Regions from separate parts of the Mus musculus genome. Here region 2 is linked to region 1. Evidence: chromatin contacts called from public Hi-C data. All regions are on one chromosome and are shown on one strand. Each heading gives the region's core, a stretch centred on a gene start, on an enhancer-like site or on the middle of the called end of the contact. The rest is flanking DNA. Distances are from core to core; before and after follow the strand shown. Region 1 holds the start of 4930593A02Rik (RIKEN cDNA 4930593A02 gene). Region 2 holds the start of Dhx36 (DEAH (Asp-Glu-Ala-His) box polypeptide 36).

The links. A called contact is a pair of places that touch in the nucleus more often than the background predicts.
Region 2: a Hi-C map of CD8 T cells shows a contact between it and region 1, with 8 times the contacts expected there. The contact joins the promoter of Dhx36 here to the promoter of 4930593A02Rik in region 1. A contact is called at or near these places in 2 of 484 Hi-C or Micro-C datasets (CD4 T cells and CD8 T cells).

What each region holds. Positions count from the first base shown.
Region 1 is chr3:58,690,047-58,694,318 of GRCm38.p6, forward strand. It overlaps 4930593A02Rik (RIKEN cDNA 4930593A02 gene), which reads left to right and starts at 2,543. Exons shown (of 9, transcript NR_045167.1): 1 at 2,543-2,575. It overlaps Siah2 (siah E3 ubiquitin protein ligase 2), which reads right to left and starts at 2,342. Exons shown (of 2, transcript NM_009174.3): 1 at 1,350-2,342. The coding sequence starts at 1,769.
Region 2 is chr3:62,504,488-62,508,759 of GRCm38.p6, forward strand. It overlaps Dhx36 (DEAH (Asp-Glu-Ala-His) box polypeptide 36), which reads right to left and starts at 2,501. Exons shown (of 25, transcript NM_028136.2): 1 at 2,231-2,501. The coding sequence starts at 2,452.

The DNA of each region.
Region 1 (4,272 bases), core at 1,293-3,792:
AAAAATTAATCACTAAGGAGATAGGCAAGACAAAACAGTCTCAGGTAGAACAATTACTTTCATTAAAAAAAATCTCAGAAATATTAACATTATTCCCACCTATAAGTTCAGAAAATGAACTCCTTGACAGAGGTCTAGGTTAGAAAGAGGCATATAAATGAGACTGTGGGGAGTTTTGTAAGGGTTTCAGTGTTGGCAACAGGATGTTATAGCAGAACCACACAATGTAATGCTATCAGTCATTTAAAATACAGGAGATCAAGTCAAGTTTCAGGTGAGGATATTATTAGTAAACCTGGTTGGCAGAGGAAAAAAAAAACACTATCTCTGTGAGTATTAAAAAAAAGAAGCTTTCAGATATAGACATGCATGATTCCATTAATTTAGCCGTGAGGATGTAAACACAGGTCCTAAACAAACCATTGGAGCCATGGGAATGAGAGCTCGGACTTTGACTTGTGGTTTGCCCACCCCACCCCACCCCCCAGCACAGGCAACTAAATAAAATGCTGTCACTGGAGAGAGAACTAATAACGCTCTTAAGTGTCTGCGTTGAGTCCTTGTGGACTCGAGTTCATCGCAGTTAGTCAAACAAACAAACCAAAACAAAAACCAAACAGCAGCTACAACTTCTGAGTCCTCCGCAAGTCTGGGAAGCTGAGAGAAGGCGTGGCTTGCTGGGTTTTCTGGGCTCCCGTGCTAAGCAGGCAGTATCCGCTTCCCCTTACAAAGCGCTCTCTCAAGTGCTCCAGATCTTGGGCACTGGGTCCAGGAGGAATCCAGGACCGTTCTCGCCAAGCTCAGCGCTGGAAACCGTCCGCTTCCTTCCTCCACAATCTCCACTGCCAGCTTCCCTGTTCACATTAAGCTGCCCAGGCTTTATAGAGCACACCCCTGCGGTGGACGCGGCGGCACTTGGCTGGGAGAGCTGGGATGCTTCTAAACCGTCATCAAGTGCCAACTTATCTACAGTCAGTGCTCCGGCAAACGTCAACCCTAGTTGCTAGTTCCCAAAATGGACAGGTTGGCCTGGAAACAATAGACAAGGTACACACACGTACACACCGGAGACAGAGAGAGTGCGCCAGAGAGAGAGAGAGAGAGAGAGAGAGAGAGAGAGAGAGAGAGAGAGAGAGAGAGAGAGAGAGAGAGAGAGAGAGGGAGGAGAGAGAGAGAGACAGACAGAGAGAGAGAGAGAGAGAGAGAGAGAGAGAGAGGAGAGGAGAAAGACAGACAGACAGATGGAAACAGTGAAATGCCATTCGCCTCTTAGGGCCTTCAAGTGCGCTGGAGGGCACCGGAACTCTGGAAGGTTCCTTGGCAGATCTGCGGATGGTGGCTGGACTTACCTTACAGGGAAACAGAACTGCCGAGGCGACCTTCTCCATAGCCAGGTTCCTGATGCTGGGCGTTAGGGCGCCCCTGCACGTCGGGCAGCAGCTTAACTTCTGGCGGCATTGGTTACACACCAGGTGCCCGGCCTGGCACTGCAGAATGGGGGGCAGGACATAGTCAAAGCAGACCGGGCACTCGAAGAGCGAGGTCAGCTCGTGGTGCTGCGGGGACACCGGGTCGGCCCCGCCGCCGGCTCCGGGGCCTGAGATCACCGCTGCCGCGGCGGGCACCGCGGACGAGCCGGGGCCCGCTGCCGAGATGGTGGCGGCGGCCGGGGGCGCAGCCGGGGACGGGGCGTGCGGGGTCTGAGGCGGCGGCGGCTGCTTGCTGCAGGGTTTGTTAGCGCTGGGGCCGGTGGAGGACGGGCGGCTCATCGCGCTCCGAGCCCACCATGGACCTGCGGGCGTCTGCCTGCCGCGGGGCCGCCCGGGTTAAGGCGGTGCGCGCCCCGCGGGTGGCGGGCTCCGGGGCAACGCCACGGCGCCCAGCCCGGGGGACCCAGCGCGGACCCGACCGGCACCGGGAGGGCGGGGACCGGACCGCGCCGATCCTCTCGGCGGCACCCGGATGGTCGTCGCTCTCGGGGCTCGCGGCCGTGCGGTGCCCTCCTCCGGCGGCGTTCTGGTGCGCAGAGCCCTGGCCCACTCGCTTCAGGAGCGGCAGCTGACGCAAGCCCCGGGGGCGCGCGCGGACGTGACGCTAAGACACGTGTGCGGCCGACCCGGCACTCAGGGACTGGCAGAGCCACCCTGCGGCCCGCGCAGCTCCGCCCGACCCAGCTGGCAGCGCCCGAGCGGTTTCCTCGCTGGGAGCCCTTGAATGAGTCGATCGCCGCCGCGTGGGGTCGCTTCTCTGCGACAGTGGAAGCCGGCAGCCCAGGGAAAGGACGTAGCCCGAGTCTCCCGACCCTTCCCAGGGGACCTACGCCGACCCGCACCGACTCCAGCTAGAAGGGCAACTGCTGGCCCGGCGTGGGCGTGGAGGGCGCGCGAGTGCGCCGGGGGCGGGGCGGGGCTGGGCGGGGCGGGGGGCGGGGCTCGGAATCCCACGTTTCTTTTAGCCATTGACGCGCTGGAGCAGCTGGCGATCAGGCTACTCGGCCGGTAGCTTGACACGCGGGGGCGGGACCCGGAGTCGGGCGGGAGCCGCGCGAAGGCCTCGGGTGTGGCCCGGCAGTTAGGTACGAGGGTGGGCTCTTCAGTGGTTGGGACCTTAACGCTAGGTTTTCCTTCGAAAGCCCACTGGCGAAAGCTTCTTGGAATTGGCCGCCTCTGATTGAGAGAACCTGAACCTCTTTGACAACTCTGACTCGATGGAGAATTAAAACCTCCAAGGAATACCATACACGTGGGTTGGGTTTGTGAGGCCCCAAATGACAGGAGACCCTCTGGTGCCTGAGTCCTTAACGTCTAGTCCTGGTCCAAACCTTAGGCTTTTAGCTTACTTACCTGGGGCTTTGGGAAGAAGGAAATGGGTGAGGTCAACCTACCCCTTACCAACCCTCAGCTTGACAGGATTGGTGCTGGATTCTTCCTGAGTTGTCTTTGTACACCCGACATATGGAAAGTCTCTAAGATCCCCATCTTAGAGGTGTAAAAGGCACCCACGGGAGCTGGAGGGACGCCTCAACATACTACTCTTAGAGGACCAGACTTTGGTCCCCAGCACCCACAACTGCCTGTAACCCCAGCTCCAGGGGATCTGATACCATTTGGTACCAGTACACATTATATACACACATGCCCATAAATAAAAATAAACCTTAAGTGTGGTGGGGGTGGGACAGGGGACATCTACAGCCTACCTTCCGGTCTAGCAATAAGAGAACTCTCCGAGGGTTCCCCTAGTCTCAGTAAAACTTATTTCCAGGTACTCTTCACCATTCAGAACCCCAGAATTAGAGAGCGCCTGAGAGTTTGGAGTGAACCGTATAATGGACATACCCTGCACACAATTGCTATGGCAAGCGTTTTATGCCTGAACTGATGACACTGGAATTGGAAAAAGCTAGTATTGATACTCTTTGTAGGAAAACAGAGATTAGTCAGGATAGGGTAAAATAGTGCCCTGTGACTTCGAGCGAAATTCTTTTTAATATCCTGACTTAGTTTGTGACTGTCTTGTGTGCACACGTGGAGGTCAGAGGACAGGTTTGTGGGAGTCGACTTTCTCAAGTTGGCAGGCTTGATGCAGGCACCACTACCCTCCTGAGCCACCTTCCTGGCTCCAGTCTCCTACTCTGTAAAAGTGAATTTAAACAATTTGAGTTTCTCTGTGCCATTCTTGTAGAACCTCATCCATCATAGCCACCTTGTAAATGATAGCCGTAGTTTAAAAATAACAGTGAATATTTATTATTAGAGTCAATGAATAGAATCTGCTCAAAGAAAAAAAAACAAAGTTAAATTTTGTAATCTAGAAAGACTTCATGAGTAACTGGGTTATCTAAAGTTGTAGAGAAAAACTTAGTGATACATGCCACCTAATCACCCTGCAAATATTCCCTTTGTGTATGCCAGCCACTGTCCTGAGAAGAGTTCTTACTCATTTAAATTCTAGGACAGAAGCAGGAGTGGTAAACCGCTCAGGCAGGGCAAAGGATCTCCGAGGTTTGGGAAATGTCCAGACTGCAGGCCTATAAACTCAGCTCCTTAGGGGTGCTGAGTGAGAAGGATGCTAAACTCAAAGGCTACCTGAGTTACAAAGTGACTTCAAGGCCGGCATGAACAACTTAGTGATACTGTCTACAGTTGAAAAGAAAGGCTAGGGGTGTAGCTTAGTGGCATGGTGTTTGTCTGGCTTATGCAAGGTCTTAGGTTCAATTCCTAGTAATTCGAAAAGGGAAAAGAATACAGTGGGGGTTTGGGGGGTGGAAAG
Region 2 (4,272 bases), core at 1,251-3,750, 3.8 Mb after region 1:
CATTTACTTTAACTAGGTGCCAGGTGAATCCTATGCATATTCAAGTTGGAGAAACAAGATAGGTCTACTTCAGAACTAGGCCATTCTTTTCATTATGTACCCTCATTTCAATAGTATCCACGGGCCCTTGCAATGCCAAATGCTAAATCTAGTGAAGATGTTTCTAGGTCATCGTCTCTCATAGACCCCTTAATGTCAAACGACCCTTTCACAGGAGTCTCGTAAGCCCACTGGAAAACACAGACATTTACATTACACTTATAAGAAGAGCAAAAAAAAAAAATTACAAAACAGCAACCAAATAAATTTAAGGCATGTGTGTATGGGGGTGGGGGGTGTCACCAAAACATGAGGAACTGTATTAAAAGGTCACAGAATTAGAAAGGCTGCGAAGCCTTGCTCATCCAGAAGCCCTCACTTGTAGCCCAGTAACGGCTAACTATCTCTATCTTTTAAGATCCTTTCATTTGACTAGAAAGCCCATATCCTCCTATTTAGTAACATAGCATTCTGTCTATGGCCCTTAGCACACATCATCTCTATAAATTAGGTACTATAATAGTAAGTTTGCCATACACATATATGGAAAGAACTATGAGGACCCACTGGAGTATTTTCATCTGCAAGCATGAGGCTTGTTTGAATGTAAAAGCGATGGAAATTCTAGGATAAAAATCTTATCAAGCCAAAAGTGCTGAAAAGAATTATACCAATTGAAAACCATGTTTAGAGATAATTCAAAGACTCGTTTTAGAGAGGAAAATGGTAAAAAAAAAAAAAAAAAAGTAATAAGGAGCAGAAATCATAAATGATTACATCAGCCTCAGAGCTTGAGCTGGGAAAAATCAACCCAAGGAGGGTTACAGGTTACAGCCAGATCACATGGTTCCCAGGCAACACCAATGAGAGGCAGAAGCTGCATGGCTTCAATAAACAAGTTGGGAAGTAAAGAATAAAATGATCTAAAGACCACTTAAGGAATCACGTTTTAAGAGACCACAATGGGACTGGGGTGGGCGGCTATAATTCAAATAACAAGTTAAGAGGTCTGACCCATACTTGCTGCAGAGATAAGCAAGAAAGCAGAGCAAACAGATTTCCCAAAATGAAAAGAGAAAAATCAATGCTCACTTCCACATGGCAGGTGAATAAACAACACTGGCATTTGCTAAAGTGGAAGTTTGGGGATGGGACTGGGATCAAGGGGTCAACTAATAAAAAAAGCCTAGCCCTGAGGTGTGCACATATGAAATCCCAGCACTGGGAATGAAAAGAGGACTAGGAGTACAAGGTCAGCCTGCACTATGTAGCATCAATATCCAGGGCACAAGTTACGTGTGTCCTGTGTATATCTGGAAAGATCCGCTTATTGAACTTATTTGTTTAGGTATTTCTTTCCCCCTATTAGAATGCAAAGGTCTTTAGCATTCAAAAAAGCATGTATGAAACAGTGTCCAAACACTTAAAGATTCTGCGCAATGATGGAGTTACTTAGACCAGGTCACTCAAAAACCATTATGTTTGCTGGGTTGGTGGTGCACACCTCTAATCTCGGAGGTAGGTGGATCTCTGTGTGTTCAGGGCCAACCTGATTTACAGAGCAGGTTCAGAACAGCCAAGGCTACACAAACCCTGTCTCAGGTAAAACAAAACAAAACAAAACAAAACAAAACAAAACAGACAACAAAAACACGATGCTTCCTATACTACAGGTCTTCAAGATACAAACCAAACTGACAATTTCCTGATGAAATTAGCCAAATACTTCTCTACAGCGTCTTCCTTTCAATAAGTCTTAAAAGAGGCGCTGCTAGTCAACAGAAAATTCAGAACAGAAAGGGAGAAAAAAAAAAAAAAAAAGACCAGCATATGACTCACTTTAATGCTAATACTATTACCTAAACTACTTTTTTCTCCAAGATCTACACACTTAAGACAGTGTTTTAATGCTTTTGTTGGCTGCTTCGGGGAAAAAACTTAAAGGTGACAGCAAGCATTCTAAATGATTGCATCCCCTAATAAGAGTCGGCTTGGCTAGAGTCTGAATTTAGCATTCACCCTCAGTTCAGTTCTCAAGTCCGTAAACAGAGCATGCATCGGCTGCAGCAGTGATGGCTTGGGATGGAGGCGCAACCCATCGGGTGACCCGTTACCCGGGGCTCGACAGAGGTTGCATCGAGCTCGAGCAAACGCCAGGGAGAGCAAACGCGTCCTGACGAGACCTCCATACCTCCTGCCTCTCAGCCTCCTTGTTCTTCTGCGTCTGCTTCTTGGCGTACCACAGGCCGATCTCGCGACCCTTAAGGTGTGCGGGATGCCGGCCCCGGCCGCCGCGGCCCCCTCCGCCGCCGCCCGAGCCCCGGCTCCCTCCGCCGCCGCCGCCGCTGGAGCCCTGGCCGGAGCCCCGTGGGCCCCCATCGCGGCTCCAGCTCTGATGATAGTCGTAGCTCATTGTCGGAGCCGACTAGCAGCTCTGCCAAAACTCAACCGCTGAAAATGGCGTCCGGGCCCGGAAGCGGGCGCACATTCCCCTCTGCTTTGCTTCCGGCGCCCAGCGCGAGAGGGCGGGACGTTGAGTGTCACAAGCAGACATTTCCGGTGACGTCACGGACGGCGCCAGCGGTGTGAGCCGCGGTTCGTGTTCTGGCCAGAAACTTAGCTCCTGGGTGGGCGTCCTTCGGATGGCGGGGAATTTAAACTAGCCTGAGAAAATGTGGAAATTTGAGTGAATTTTAATTACTTTGTTAAACCTAGAACTTATTTGCAAAGCCATGCAAATACATACCCAACAAAACCATCGACCATTGTGTACTCTGTCCTCAAAGACCAAAGAAGTTCTTATTTCTTAGAAAACGCCTGGCACCTCTTTCAGTCAAATATACGCACCCAAATACCTTCTTTAAAGACTCTCTAATACTAGGCTTGGAGAGACGGCTCAGCCGTTAAGAGCACTGACTGCTCCTCCTAGAAGTCATGAGTTCAATTCCTAGCAACCACATGGTTGCTCACAACCATCCATAATCAAATCCCATACCCTCTTTTGGTGTGTCTGAAAACAGCTATAGTAAACTCATATACATAAAATAAATAAATCTTAAAAAAAAAAAAAAACTTTAATCCTGGAACTTGGGTGTCAGCTCAATTGATAAGAGTGCTTGCCTGGCATGGTTTTAATCCCAAACAGTATAAACGGTGTTGTGGTGCAGGTATGCAATCTCAGCAAACAGCAGATGGAAGATGATAAATCAGAATTTGACCCTTAGCTGTATAATGAGTTTGAGGCTGTCATAGGTTACTTGTATCTAATCTGGCAGTTCCTCAGAAAATTAGAAATAGTTCTACCTGAAGACCCAACTATACCACTCTTGTGAATATATGAGAAGATGTCCTACCATACCACAAGGACATGTGCTCCACTATGTTCATAACAGCCTTATATGTAATTGCCAGAAGCTGGAAACAACCAAAGAATGGATACAGAAAATGTGGTTCATTTACTCAGTGGAATACTATTCAGCTATTAAAAATGAGGACATCATGAATTTTGCATGCAAATGAATGGAACAAGAAAATATCCTGATCATCGAAGTAATCCAGACCCAAATGGACATGCATGGTACGTACTCAATGATAAGTGGATATTAACTAAAAAAGTACAGAATACCTAGGATACAATCCACAGTACTTAAAGTTTAACAAGCAGAAAGGCTCAAATGAGGATGCTTCAATCCCACTTAGAAGGGGGAAGAAAATAATCATGGGGGCAGAGGGATGGAGGTAGCCGAATGGAAGGGGGAGGGGAAAATGAAACAGGATAAAGTATTGGGTGGGTGAGCAGGAGAGAAGCCCAGAGGGCCAGGAGAATGAATGGAAATAAGCAGCCAAGGGGATGGGAGGGGCGCGGGGGTCTCTAGAAAGTACTAAAGTACTAGAGACCGGGGAGGTGAGAGACTCTCAGGACTCAATGTGGGTGACCTTAGCCAAAATGCCCAAAAGTGAGGAGAGGGAACTTAAAGAGACTACTACCTCCAGTAGATAGACAGGGTCTCAAGAAGAGGGACTGGGTTACTAACCCACAGTTAAATTTTCTGACCCAGATTTGTTCCTGCCTAAAGGAACTGCAGGGACAAAAATGGATAAGAGACAAAAGGAAAGTCAGTCCAATGACCGTCCCAACTTGGGCTCCAAGCAACAAGGCCTGACACTATTTCTGATCTATGATGTGCTTACAGACAGGAGCCTGGCATGATTATCTTCTGAGAGGCCTTACCA